Linked DNA regions of Mus musculus: region 1 is linked to region 2. The links are chromatin contacts, called in public HiCAR-type maps. All regions are on one chromosome and are shown on one strand. Each heading gives the region's core, a stretch centred on a gene start, on an enhancer-like site or on the middle of the called end of the contact. The rest is flanking DNA. Distances are from core to core; before and after follow the strand shown. Region 1 overlaps Gm20016 (a long non-coding RNA gene). Region 2 holds the start of Pax9 (paired box 9).

Region 1 (6,756 bases), core at 1,684-4,183, 820 kb before region 2:
GCGTGAGTGGATGAAAGTGAAGTGCTGTCTGCCTGACTGGTAAGTAACCAACATTACAATTCCTCTCAGGTTTCTTCTTAATGTTCTCTCACCAGACATAAGTGAGTTAGTTCCTTGCTAGTTTAAAAGTAGGAACCATTGGCTAGAACCACATTCTTTTCTCCTTATTTTAATTTGAATTCCACACCATGGGCTTTTTCCTTGGGAAACCCTCCTTCAGGGAGATCGTGGTGTTTGGTTCTTTAGTTTAGTTTAGTTGATTTTTTTTTTAACTTGTGTCTTCTTTCATAAACCAAAACACAGTATGAAGCCTTCATTCAATCTCTGCAGTTCATCTCACTTCAAATGTTTGTGGAAGAACTTCACTGAGAGTAGCGCTGCGAATATTCTGCCAGACGACAACTTCTGTCTACACGCTTTTCCACCAAAGAAGTCATCACTACACGGCACAGGCTGTGACTTTTGACAGTTCAGTTCCACTTTTAGCCACTACTCTTTATGTCATGGGGTCACATCAACGCTATGGCTGGGCCATGGAACATGAAGGTTCCCTGTACTTTTGAAACCCTGTGTGGGATTAATGGTGGTGCTGAGTCACAAAAGAGCTTAAGAAAAGGAAGAGAACATGCAGAGACTTCGTGGTGCAAAATGTGTGTGTGTGTGTGTGTGTGTGTGTGTGTGTGTGCGCACACACACGCGAGTGCGCGTGTTTGTCACCCAATTCTGTGGCTTTGGTGAGAAAGTAATGACAGCAAATAATGTATGAATGTTTTTGCATCAGAGGACATCCACATCTGCTGGAAGTGTTTGGGTTTTGATCTTAGAAAACCAACTTCAGCTGTGAAATGATTCTTGTACTTCTCTCCCGCTCTGTCAATTCCCGTGAGCGCTGTATGCTGTGTGCTGTCCTCTGTCACTGGTCTGCAAGTGTGGAAACATGAAGCTCATAGGCTGGGGACAGGGACTGAGATCCTGCTGGCTTTTGCAAGAGAACCCGGAAGCAGAGTTCAGTCCACCAGTGAGCGCAGGTGTCTCAGAGAAGGGTGGAGGTGCTCCTGGCTGTTAGCTGAGATAGGAATGCTGTTTACGGTGGTTCTATGTCCTGTGCCTGTAGACTTATAAGAGTTGTCATTGTTGAATACTATTAAACTGATGTTAATTAAAAAAAAAAGTTGGTTGGAGTTGAGCTAGTGGTGGACTTGGGTGAGGAACAACAATCCTCTGATATTTATTACACATTCACTATGTTAAGAAAAATGACCCTCTGATTCAATATTACACCTTCTCTAACTGTATTAGGAACAATGATCCTCTGACTTATTATTAGGCATTCTCTAACTGTGTTAGGCATACATTCTATACTTTTAACTTTCTCTCCTTCCCAAATTAAAACAAAAACACGACTACCCAAATAATTTCAGCATTACCATTTAAGTGAAATATATAATGCCATAATACTATAGTAAAGCATGTGGTTGAAGGAATTTGTCGATGTCCTTTTTTTTTAGAATAAATGACTTCCATTAGAATTTTCATTAGTGATTTTTCTTTCCTATGAAAAAACATCAAGAAAGGATAATTATTTGGATGATTTCAGGCTTAGTGATAGATGTTAGCAGTATTAAAGAAACTAGTCATTAGCCTGAGTGGTAGCTGTTGAAACTGAAATCGTTTCCTTACAGTTTATAGACAATTACTATGGAGGGACAACAGAGATGGGGTTTAGGATTTGGGAGGAGTGTAGTAGCTATGACGTCAGAGGCCCAGGGAGCACTAGAAAGGCGTTGTCAAGAGAACGAAGCAGAACACGAAGCCAATGGGTCTTCCAAATCATACCTCACTCTTGCTTTTCACTATTAAAAACAACTCAGTACCCCCTAATATAATTTTTTTACATGTAATTGTTCCCTACTTCTATCAAAGAATGAACTATGTATATATTATAATATTTGCCAGTGTCTTAGAAAAGACTTTCAGAAAAATATATTTTGGAGAAATAAGAACATTTTTACATTTTACAAAAGACTTTTAGAAAGTATATTTTGGAGAAATAAGAACATTACATCTTTTTCCTTTTTTTTTTTTTTTTTTTTCCTGTGCTGAGGACCAACCCAGGGCATGTGAATGCTAGGAAAGCATCCGCCACTGTGCTGTTTGCCCGACTCCTAAAGCAGAGTGGGCCTTAAAATAACATATGAGAAGGAAAAATGAAAAAAAGTGTTCAAAAATGGATACAACTTTGAGAACATCAGAATTAAGGCTACATAAAATGACTCACTTCCAAAGTATAATTTTACAATTGTCTTGACTTCTTTTTAAGGATAAATTTTAAACTCAGAGAGAGCACTGTGCTTTGGAATTGGGAGAATTCAAAAAGAAGGAGGAGGAGGAGGAGGAGGAGGAGGAGGAGGAGGAGGAGGAGGAGAAGGAGAAGGAGAAGGAGAAGGAGAAGGAGAAGGAGAAGGAGAAGGAGAAGGAGAAGGAGGAGAAGTCTAAAACCCACAAAACAAAAGTAGCTGCATTTAGATAAGGGGAGAGAAGGGTGGCGCTCCGGAACAATACACCAAAGTGCTTTTCTTTCACAGATCTTGGTTCAAATTAAGGTTAAATTCCAAAGGAGGATGTGCTTGCCCCCTGAGGAGCCTTAGAGGACATGCCTTTGTTTCCAACTTCCCAGAGAAGATATATGCTAAGACAAACAAGACGTTTCATAATAAATTTAACTTTTATAGAGTGACTAATGCCTTGTGAAGATAAGGCCGACTCTCAGTCACCTGTGCTTAATCCGGGCCGAAGAAATGATGCCAAGGGCGTCCTCACACACTATCCCTTGGGGGAGAGATGGCAGCAAGCTGCTGGGGAGCAGGAGACTCGGGTTTTAGCCTTGCTGGAACACTAACTCTCTCAGCCGGAGCACAGTTTAGCACTTATGTACTTTGGAAGGACAAAGAGGTTGGGTTTGCCTGCCAATATCTGAACCTGTTTCTGGGAACCTGTTAGTCGGTCAACTGTTATAATTTAAGAGAAACCAAAAAGCAGTGGTAGACAGTAGGAACGGGGGCCCACAGAGGGCTGCATAGAATTCCATTCTGTGTCTTCCCGGGCTCAGGTGAGATGACAGGAAGCCAGCGTCTCCACCCAGCCAGCCATGGGTAGGGGCCTGAATGGGGATGGAATAGGGCAGAAAAAAGACAGTTCTTTTCTGCTAGGAATGTTCCATTGTAAACAGAAATAGAAGTCATTAGAATGTTATCTGAGGTCTTGTTGATAACAATAATCTATTACCATCTCAAAGAAAGACAAATAGTGTATGTATGTAAATAGAGCTTTTCTTCCCTTCTCCTTTTCGTTACATTATTATTTATTAACCAGAGGCATAATCCTTAAGTCTTACATCTAGAAAAATGACTGTGAATTTGTGACAAGGTAAGTTGGCTCATTAAATACACACACACACACACACACACACACACACACACACACACAAACACACACATCTTTTTCCCATCTACAAAACCTGTCACCTTCAATTAAAGGGGTCATAATTAGTCTTAGGGCATATGAAGAAGGACAAATAGCATATTTGTGTCAAGCATATAAAATATGTGATTATATATTAACTTATTTTTACAGTTATACATGTATCTTTGACAGGAGACTTGGAAACTTTACTTAAAATTTAAGTAGAGTAGCAGCCTCTTCACTCATGGAAAAAAAGGAAAATATCAACATAGAACAAATGTTAGGTTGAATTAAAAAAAAAACTTTTGAAATAACTCTTTAGTTCTTAGACTTCAGGTCATTAACAAAGATTCTAGAGAAAATTAAGTTACTCCAGATTATTCCATGCATTTATTTCTCATGTGCCCAATTCCTTCTTAGGCTCTGGGTTAAACAAAAACCTTAAATGATTTCCTTTGTCCTGTTATGTTAGCCACTGACTGACTAATAGAAGAGAACTCTGCTGCCTCTGAATGCCAAAGAATGAGGTTTCTTGGCTCAGACTGTGTCATGTCAAGTTTCAGAAATTAATTAACTTTTTGGATAAAAACACCACAAGGGGGCAGGTGAACGCAGGCTAGGTCCTAGGTAAGAGGGTCCCAATATTCAAGAACTTTGGCCAAAGGAGTTTGGGAGGAGAGAATTAAGTGGAAATTGGAATAAACTCTACAGACTTATTTCTTCTTGAATACAAGCATTAGATCTCACACATGTGAAACTTGATTTAAAACACATCTAAAGACTTTCCTTTATAAACAGAAGACACTAAAGCACTGCAACATTGTCATGCAAAGTGCTTACTGTGTTTAAGAAGGTCATTTCGAGACCTCAAGTGAACAACTGTAGAAATTTACTACAGAGCAACCAGTAGTCTTTGAAAATAATGAACCAGATCGGTGTGTCAAATAACTAAAATAAGATGTGAAGAGGTACAGGCAACGCTAACATTGAACAATCCCATTAGGCAAATGTAAGATTTTAAAAAACTTGAACAGCATTTTCCCCATCAGGTTACTAAGGAATTAATTTCAGACATTTTTAAGAAAGAAAAACTTCTGGATAACAAATGTTATTTAGAGTCCGTTTTGATTAGAATGTAACATTAGCCTACCAATAGATGGCAAAAATTGTCTCCTTAAAAAGAAACATTTTAAAGTTAACATAATATACCCCTAGTAAAAATCTCAGCAATAAGCTTCTACAGTCAATCCATGCACACATCTTCTATGTGAAACATGCAGAACCAATTCCATTCGGGAATAATGAATGTTGCGTCAGCCTTCCTTTACTATATCTCACTTAGACGATACTTGCAGTTACTTGGTGTGAGCCCAGATAATGTTTTCTTTCTGAGAATTAACAAAATGAGATGCAGAGACTGGAACAGGACAGTGAAACACTTGATGTTTTCTTCTTCCTGGTAGCTTTATTTTCATTTTCTCACATCAATTAGAACCTTTACATTTAGCTTTGAAGTGGCTTCTTTTACTATGATGTGATCTTCTTATTAAAGCCTTCCTCAGTAACTTCTGCGGTAACAATGTAGAAGTGAAGTCTTTGATTAGAAATCTGCCGTCGACAGGGTCATGCCATAATCGACTCTAGAGGAAGTTGCTCTGTAGAACAGCAGACTCTAGGTTGAATTTTTGGTCTGTAATATAGTAACAATTTTGGTTTGATGGTTGGCATCACAGGACTTAACACTAATCAAACTTGTAAAGTCTATTTTAAAAACAAATCTCTGGATTTAAATATTAATATCACTATATATCATTATTTATACATTAATATGTTCAAATGTTAATATCTATTCTAACGTCACTGTAGCACAGGCTGTTTCTCTCAAATACACTCATAATTTTCTGGAATGAATATATAGATATGTATATGGACATGTATGCATACATACATGATACAGTCTCATGCACACAATCATACACACACACATACATACATACATAACAGATGATGCCGTCCACTGATGGTATTTTAGGGTAACCTCTCTCCTGTTTTCATGCTGTGAATTCACCTTCTCTTCTTTGCCGTCCTCGTCCTCGTACACTTTGTCCTTAAGGACACAAAAGTGGCTTCTGTGATGATTGAAAAAAAAATAACGCTTTGATTTGCCAATTGGAAAAGTTGGGTGGCTTTTAAAACTTGCCCAGCCCAGGGTTATTTGCACACAGTAGACATTCAATAAATATTTGTTGATTTGAGTTATTTTAGGGTAAAGAACTGAGTAACAAACTCTTTTTGTCATCACTAATGTGCTACGGTTGAGCCTGTGTACAAACGCATTTATAGGTAAATATTAATGGTCATGGTCATTGAAGATGTTTTAGAGAGAGAGAAAAAAATCTTGATTGGCAGTCTCCTAGGAATAGCAACGACTGGGATCATGTTTCTAAAATTCCCTGAGTGGCCAGAACAGATAAAGGACATACTAAGTTCTCCCTAACATGAGCTCTGAGAAGCTCCCTGTAAGCAAAGGGGTTGCTCCAGAGTTTTTAAGTGGCTCATAGTTTGGGGTGTTACTTTTTAACTTAAAAAGGAATTATTTTGATTATAAAATTTACTGAGAACATATAAATCATATAATGTTCTCTTTATGTCTTTTCTAATGCCCTAATCACAAGAATGCATACATATGGTTCTGGTGATAATGTAGGGGCCTTTTGCATGGAGAATGAGAATTCTTCCAAAACTTAATATGTAACACACACGGAAAGAGTTAAACTGTCCACTTACTTCCATCATTTAAAATAACATATCAGATTATTTCATTTTCTGGATCACAAACAGTAAAAGTCGTTTGTGAGCATTTAATATGTTAAATTTTGGCTCAAAGAGAATTTACAGCAGTAAGGCTTACAATAAAATCTGTCAAAACGTTGACCGTGATGGCACAGGTTTCAGCTCTTAGCAGCCGACAGGGAGACAGTGTGACTGACGAACCGGACAGTAGGAATGGTTGCCCCTTTCCAGCTTTAGACATGTCTGCTGATGGCACACACGCAGATTCTTCAATTCCCATGTTATTTTACTCAAATGTGAAAATTGTAAAAAAAAAAATGTTTTCCATATGTGGTTTCGAAAAGCTGGGAGAGCATGTAACTGAAAAGATAATCCCAAGTGAAAAAATATTAGCTAAGGGAATTGTAGATGTTAAATATGAAAGCGAAGAACCAATAGCACTTTCTTGTCTGATGAATTCCAAGCTGAGAGTGAAGACAGTTAAGTGTCCTAACCTTTTGG
Region 2 (7,311 bases), core at 140-2,639:
ATGCCTGGGTCCCTCTGCTTGTAAGTCCGGATGTGTTTCACCACAGTAGGGGTGGTGACCCGGGGCTTGCTCCCCCCAATAGCTCCCGGCAAAATCGAACCGGTCTCGTTGTAGCGCGCCAGGATCTTGCTGACGCAGCCGTGCGAGACCCGTAGCTGGCGGCTGATGTCACAAGGTCGGATGCCCAGTTGGGCTAATTCCACGATGCGAAGCCGAATGGCGTTGGGCAGCGGCCTTCCGTTCACGAACACTCCTCCCAGCTGGTTCACCTCCCCGAAGGCTGGCTCTGCAAAAGGAGCACAGAGCGCGCCACAACGCGCACCAACTGCTTGGGACAGCCGCCTGCCACTCGGCCTCCAAGAGCGTCCAGGGGCAGGGTTATGACACCCTTCTATAAGGACTGGGGTTGCCCCGAAACCAGACTGTTCCGGCCTGAGCCAAACGTCTCAAAACAAGCTGCGGCCAGACCTCGCTCCTACTTTGCGATTCCCAACAACAAACAAGAAGAGAGACCCAGGGCAACTCCGGACACTTAAAACTCTCCGAAGCAGGCGGGGAAATCGGTTCTGAGGCTCCAGCGCGCCCCTCTTTGCCTGCCTGGTACCAAAACACTCGGCCCTTGCTCCCTTCCACCGCCTTACCCCTCCCTTCTGCGGGGTTAGACGCAGTCCAGAGAAAGCTGGGGGGGGGGTGTTTTTGTTCTGTTTTGCTTGCAAGTGTAAACACGTGTGCAACAAAACTTGGATTGACACTGGAGCTGCGAGATTCGCCAATGCCACGGCCCTCTTCCCTTAAATCGCAAAATGGCATCAATTGTCACCCAGTGGCTCTCACAGAACCCTTTCCGCCACTGACCCTTGGAGGGTGCTTACAGCTCGACGGACGCAGTCTGAGTCAATACAGCGCGGTGGCGCGCCTCAGCTCCCTCCCTCTAGCCCTCGCCTGCTCGCTCCCTCCCTCCTCGGATCTGACAACGTCCCCCATCAGCCACTCACCCATTGCTCTGAGCAGTACACCAACCCGGCCCCAGTTCCGCACTCCCAGAAAGAAACTTTTTTCTTGTTCTCACTGAGCCGGCCTGTCGCTGCTCCAAGCCGAGGGTGCCTTGGCTTCTTCCCGGGAGGAGGCGACAAGAGTGCCAAAGGAAAGAGTAAAAGGAAGTCTGTGCCGGGCTGAAAGAGGCTTGAGTTCTGCATTTCAATCTAAGCAGCAACGTGGGCTGGGCTGAGCAGGGCCGGGCGGCTCAGTCTATCACTCACTTGTGACACACCCCAAAAGAGGTGGGCCCGCGAGCAATCTGCGTTGTAATTGGTGCAGGCCGGTGAGTGACAGCTCAGTCCGGGAAACTCCTTCCGCCGTCTGTTTCTGGCTGGCTCCGCACCTGGGTGACTAAATACAATGAATAAGAGTGTTTGACGTCTTCCCAGGGGCGCCGCAAACAGAGTGCAAAATCAAGCTGATAAAAATGCTGAATAAGCGAACAGAAGCTTTGGTCTCGGTTTGAATAACTTTAAGTGGGTAGAGACCGAGGACACCTTTTGGGGAAGAGATGAATTTGTCAAATTAAAGTTGGAGGTTAGAGCTCTCAGAGAACAAGTGGCACGACCCTTAAGGGATGACTGAGAACTACCTGTCATGCTGACCTTTGGGGACTGTCAGAATCTTGTCCACAAATTCTATCTCCTTCCAGTTCACTCAGGATGGGGAGAAGTCGAGTGGAGGAGGCGCTTGAGGTGTAAGGACAAGAGACTCCTTCCCGTACCCCGCCCGAAGTGGTTAGTCCAGCAGTGAGGGGCTAAACCTCAGTCAAGCAGGATCCTAGCAGAGGCCAGGTGCAGTGAGGAAAAAAAAATTAAAAAACCAGACTAAAGAGGAGCACAGGACGTCCACGGGGAAGGAGGGTTGATCCCCGGAGCGCTGGTGGCAGTGGCCACGTCCATCCCATCCCACCCCCTTGCATCACTCACCCAGGGTCCTGGTTTCCGTGTGTAAGAATTTGCCAGGGTTCTCAACACCATAGAGCCACCTTGAAAGGTTTGATTTTAAATATGAAAGTCAGCCCCAAGGAGGTACCCGCTGACACTGCCTCTGAGCATCTGTATGTAATTCCCCGCGACTTCAGCTTAGCTACCACAGATGCTGTGTGGTTCTGCCTACCTGGGGATTTTTCACTTTCATTCACCCAAATCCGAAACGGATAGAAGAGTTTGGGACAGAGAAATGCATTTCTTTATGGAGACAAGGTTGTGACGTATGTGGACGAAATAAGGAAGAGAAGCATTGTGAATGGATTCGGGTATTTGTGTGACACCGGAAAGTGGATGATATTACTTCGTCTCCATCACAACAGCCCTCTCTTTAACACATATCCAGGATGTAGGTGATGCGCGCACTCTCCCGAAGGTTCTGCACACAAAGAAATCAGAGGAATCCCGATGTTCACCAGTAAATGACAAGAGCCCAGGACGTCTAGTAATCAGTCTTGGAGCTGACCATTGATCTCCAGGCATCTGCTTCTGTGGTGGGTGTGCACCCTGAATTCAAGTTACAATCAAGTTAAGGATTGAAAGATTACTTCAAATGTCTTTTATTGCAGTCAGGTATTTCCACAATGAGGCTTCACAAATAGAAATACTTGAACATAGCCCCCCCCCCCCTTTATTTGTTGGTTTCAGATGTTCAAAGTCATTTCAAGGCTCGACTTTGTGGTTTCATCCTTGTCTCCGCTCAATACTTGTATTGCGTAGTCAGGTGCTTTATAACAAGGAAAGCCAAGATTTCAGAAGCACCCCCAGCCCCATGCTATAGTATAAATTACTTGCAACTCAGAGACTGAGTGGAGATCAGAACTTCGCCTGAGACTTGCTCACAGAAGATACTGTGCTCTGCTCCGTGATGAGGAACCTTCATCCTCACGGGCAAGAAGTGTTCTCTGAGTGTGCTCTTTGCTCTACTTCCGTGCACCCACTGAGTATTTCACACCCTTCTGAACTGGTGTACAGAGATAGTGCCCCAGCCCGTGTGGACTAGCAAGATGTGGTGTCCTAATGAGAATCTAGCTACATCAACCCGGAGTGATCAAGAGACCTGTGTGTCTAGTTTGGGGTTTAGTACATAACATCTACTGCCGCCCCCTTTAGCTGTCGCACACCTCCCTTGCTCTTGCACAGGTCTACTGTTGGTCATCTATCGGTTTTTTTTTTTTCTTTCTATCTGTTGGACCTGGCTGTTGGTGATCTCCCTGGGCATGCGCGGACAGCATTTTACTGGGTCTCCTCAGTGTCCCTCAGGCTCTCCTACCAGAATATTCTTGGAGGCCCAGAATAAATCAACCTTGGGCACTTTGGGCCACTTTCAGCGCCCATGACCACCCGGTGCTTAGAGACCTTATAAACCGAAGATGCTGGAATAGAGGAGAGCCATGTCATCTCCAAGAAGGGGCCTGTGAGGAAACTCCCCTTCCCAAGCAAGGGCACACAGTGCCCTAGGGATCAAGTAGCCACAGATCCCAGGAGTCTTAGCAAAAACCAGGAGGGCGGAGATGTGTGAGGTGAGAGACAAGAAATGAAGGAGTGGGTAGAAGAGGGTAGGAGATGGAGAAGAGAGCCCTCCAGTGAGCCCTAGTGGACATAGAGATGCAGGACTTCAAGAAAGAGCAAGGGTCACTGAGGTCCAGGGCCCCTGGTTACTGAGATCTGGATCCAAGAGGTCATGGGGGAATCAGGAGAATTTTTACTGAAAGGAAAAATCTAAGACCAAAACCAAAACACAACCAGAAAGGCCTGCAGCTGGCTCGGGCCAGAAGGAAACCAAAAGCCTTTCTCTAAACTCCAAGGCCTCCTCTGGGGCGACCCCTTCTCTGGGTAAATATTTACTCAGTAGGAGACTGGAAGCTAGAGGACCAGAGGGTGTGAAGGAGGAGGTTACACCAGGATTCTACACACTTGGCACCGGGCAGCCCACTGTGGAAGCCAAGCCCAGAAATGCAGGGGCAGCTAGGCCCGCACAGTGCTGCGGAGTTTTATCTCCAGGGCTTCTCCTCCTCTGTTGAACTCAACCCTGCCTCCAACGACCCAGGCTCGATGCTTGTAAAGTCTTCATAAATCTGTCAGTGGTCCCAATGCCACGGGCCCGCCACTTGCAGTGCACCAAGTCCCTTTGGGCACGAGCGAGGTCTGAGGAGAGATGCGCAGGAAGTGGAATCTAGCTCTTCCCACGGCGGCTCACAGAGTATCCGGGCAGTCGCCGCCGCCATCGGAAGGCAGCACTCTAGGCTGTGTGTGAGCACTCACTTGATCTCGGTGAGTACTCAGCGTCTGTGTCCCTGGAGGTCGACTGCGACCGTGGAAGAGAAAGTAGGGGGAGGCGCGAGAATGGAAGGGTCTCTTTTTCTACTCGCGGTTGAGGTGAACACGGGAGTTAGAGCAGAGTATGTAGGCACCGAACTCTGCAACTTGTCCCCTGCTAGGAGCATACTGGGTCAAGCAAGGTCCAGGTCACTATGCCCTACCGAAGCTCCTTGGGAAGCAGCCAGTGTCCAGGACAGCTCCTGGACATGGATAAGAAAAAGAAAGAAGGAAAGAAAGAAAGAAAGAAAGAAAGAAAGAAAGAAAGAAAGAAAGAAAGAAAGAAAGAAAGAAAGAAAAGAAAGAAAGACACACAAAAACCAGTACTGTGAGTTCTTGCAGCTGTCTGGGGGAAGTTTTCAGGCAAAGGCTGGACCTCGAGTTGAGTTCCTCTACAGCACGCCTGTGTTAGGTGAGTGTGGCATTGCACTTGACTTTAAAAAAAAAGCAACTAGACTCATTCGGATCTGGCCTCCCAGTTAGGGCCCAGCCTTGCAGGGTCAGTGTTCAGCGCACCCAACTAAGCTCCCCAGAAAGTGTCAGGGCAACCGGCGCGCCCCGCAACCACAGCCAGGCCAGGTTCACCCAAGAAGGCTCGCCCAGCAACTCTATGTCCCAAGCGGCGGGTGGCTGCAGCTAGAAGAAACAAGCACTGGGGGCTGAGGACGGAGCCAGCTACAGGGATCTTCTGACAGGGAAGGATAGGGTAGCGCGAGAGGGGCGCTCACACTGACCTGTTGCCCTTGGCTCGCTGGCGACGACGACGCTGTGGACGAACCCGCGCAGCCAGAAGCTTCAGGGGACTTCAATTGGAGCCCACTGACTACCGAAGCGTTGCTTACTGGCTGTTCAGCCTTCCGCCAGATGGAGGAACCTCGCATACCGAGAAGGCTTCCTCCTCTGCGGCAGGTGAGGCTGCGGGAGGGTGGGCGAGAGCTGGGAAGACGTCCCCGGAGAGCAGGGGCTGGACGGTCGCGAGATGCCAGTGCTGGAGTCCAGCGAGCGCTTAGCCCGGCTCGCTCCTTCCCAGGCCAGGGGAGGGAGGGGCCTGTTGCGGCCTGAAACCCACTTTTCATTCTCCGCCTGCCTGTTTCCGATCAGCCGGGGTTGGTTTTTCTGTTTGCTCACTCCTTCTGTTACAATAAAAACAATCGACATTTCTTTTCAGTTTCCCCATATTAGCGTCACTCAGTAATTGTTCTCCACCTTCAGGCCCCCTCCCGCTTTGAAGGCGAGCGGGGTTGCCGGGGTTCTCATACTGTATCCGAGTCTATAAGCAAATCTTCCCTAAAGACTTTAAAGTAAAAATAAATAACGGCCCGGGAAATTGCCGTGACCCTAACATCACTTTCTGAACGCAAATTACACCCATTTTTCAGTTTTCAACAGTGGAATTGCTTTTAGAAGGATGGCTTTGAGCCTCCTATGGTATGATTGCGTTTGTTTATTAGAGAGAGAGAGACAGACAGAGACAGAGACAGAGACAGAGACAGACAGAGAGAGAGACAGAGATAGAGAGAGAATGAGAATGTATTTTTGTTCAAGGAGCAATACTCCTGGCTGAGGGACAGCAATTGCGAGCATGAATCAGGTCTCTACTGAGAGAAGGCGACTAGGAGGAGTTTGGGGGTCGGGGAAGGCCCCGTTGACCCTGTAATTGTCCAGAGGAGACCTCGCTTTTGCCAGGGTTGCAATTTTAGTAGTGAATGTATGATGGCGAGGAAGCTGGCCTTGGTCTTTCAATGAATGACCTTACGCTTCCACTCGACTTTGAGAGCTGCAGCTGGGGGGCGGGACGTGGGGAGAGGGGAAGCAAAACTGCGGGGCCCTTTAGTACAGTGGTTTGTGAGCTTCCCCATGGGCGTTTGTTGTGCTAGCTCAATGAGGCAGACTCCTGGAAAGACCCTATTAGCCTAAAGCTGCCTGGAAAAGATAAAGGAGAACCAGGCTGCGCCTCTAATTCTGATTTCAGGACAGCAATTGTGAAGGCCGGGAATTGAGTGCGGGTTACTGTGGTCAGGTTATGCTCTATGCAGGGTTATCGGACAGTCGGGGTCCGGGGCTGCTCACAGGCTACGGGATCGAAGAGCACTTACTAGGGCCAGTCGGCAGCCCTAGACTAGCCAAGCTTTGGATGGGCACGAACTGTTGACCTAGGGCTTTAGACACGATTTATGACATTTGAAGGTTCATTTATGGCATTTGAAGGTTCATTTATGGCATTTGAAGGTCAGCCCACAAGAAGCGGTCAGGTCAGTCACTAGCATATTCGTTGATGCGACGACCTAGGAGTAAATCATTGCACGTTCCCTCCGGACAGCTGGTGACAGGATGTTTTCTTTGCACGAGACACTGGACAGTGAGGTAGAATCTCTCTGTCCAGCGGTCTCTGTGCTCTCTCCCCTAATAGAGCTCAGAGTCCCGCGGTATTATCTCCGCTATTCCCCCGAAATAAAAGTAGCAGGCCGAGGTGGAGAGGCAGAAAGGGAGTTGTGGAAATTTTCTTCAGGTTTTTTTTTCCCCCTTTAATGTCTTTCAGACTTCAGCCAGAGTTCCCTTCACCCCGGCACCTCATCGCAGCGCCACCTACAGGCGCCGGATTGACTCCAGCTCCGACAAGTCTGGGAAGGGCGTTTGCAAATCGAAGGCTTCAATTCACCTTAACATTGTGCTGAATTCTAAGTCGCGCACCGCGCTTCGTCACGCGCCATCGCGTTAAACCCAAGCACCGATCTTTTCACGTTACTGGAAACACCTATCTCCCTCCCACACCCTACTTTGCAGGATCTTTCACCGCCCTGGGGTGGGGGTGGGGGGCACTCAGGGTCATGGATTTTCCTTCCTCTATGGGCTGGGAAAGCTAAAAACTGAAAAGAAGTTCCTCTAAAGGAAGGGAAGAGAATGGTGGGCTGGTTCTTTGCTGGCTCATCCCACTATTTAGTGAGAGGCCACGAAGTCAAACATG

The links. HiCAR-type assays count read pairs that join an accessible place to other places.
Region 1: a contact with region 2 is called in a HiCAR-type map of embryonic stem cells, with 5 times the contacts expected there. The contact joins the enhancer-like site here to the promoter of Pax9 in region 2. A contact is called at or near these places in 4 of 39 promoter capture datasets (cranial neural crest, embryonic stem cells, maxillary cranial neural crest and 1 more) and 9 of 115 datasets of contacts at active chromatin or transcription factors (craniofacial prominence, embryonic basal ganglia, embryonic hindbrain and 4 more).

The regions. Positions count from the first base shown.
Region 1 is chr12:57,512,053-57,518,808 of GRCm38.p6, reverse strand. Gm20016 (a long non-coding RNA gene) reads right to left here. Exons shown (of 3, transcript XR_105484.4): 1 at 6,750-6,756; 2 at 5,460-5,591; 3 at 3,834-5,152. It also overlaps the pseudogene Gm2568. Among named protein-coding and RNA genes, the nearest start is that of Gm20016, 8.4 kb to the right of the region's middle. Within about 2 kb of position 2,933, at least 14 of the 459 cell types and tissues checked have an H3K27ac peak or open chromatin away from gene starts, as enhancers often do. A contact at or near this core is called in embryonic stem cells, where this site is marked.
Region 2 is chr12:56,689,549-56,696,859 of GRCm38.p6, reverse strand. Pax9 (paired box 9) reads right to left here and starts at 1,389. Exons shown (of 4, transcript NM_011041.3): 1 at 996-1,389; 2 at 1-286. The coding sequence starts at 999. Gm15524 (a long non-coding RNA gene) reads left to right here and starts at 2,093. Exons shown (of 3, transcript XR_003950120.1): 1 at 2,093-4,301; 2 at 5,137-5,255; 3 at 6,886-7,311.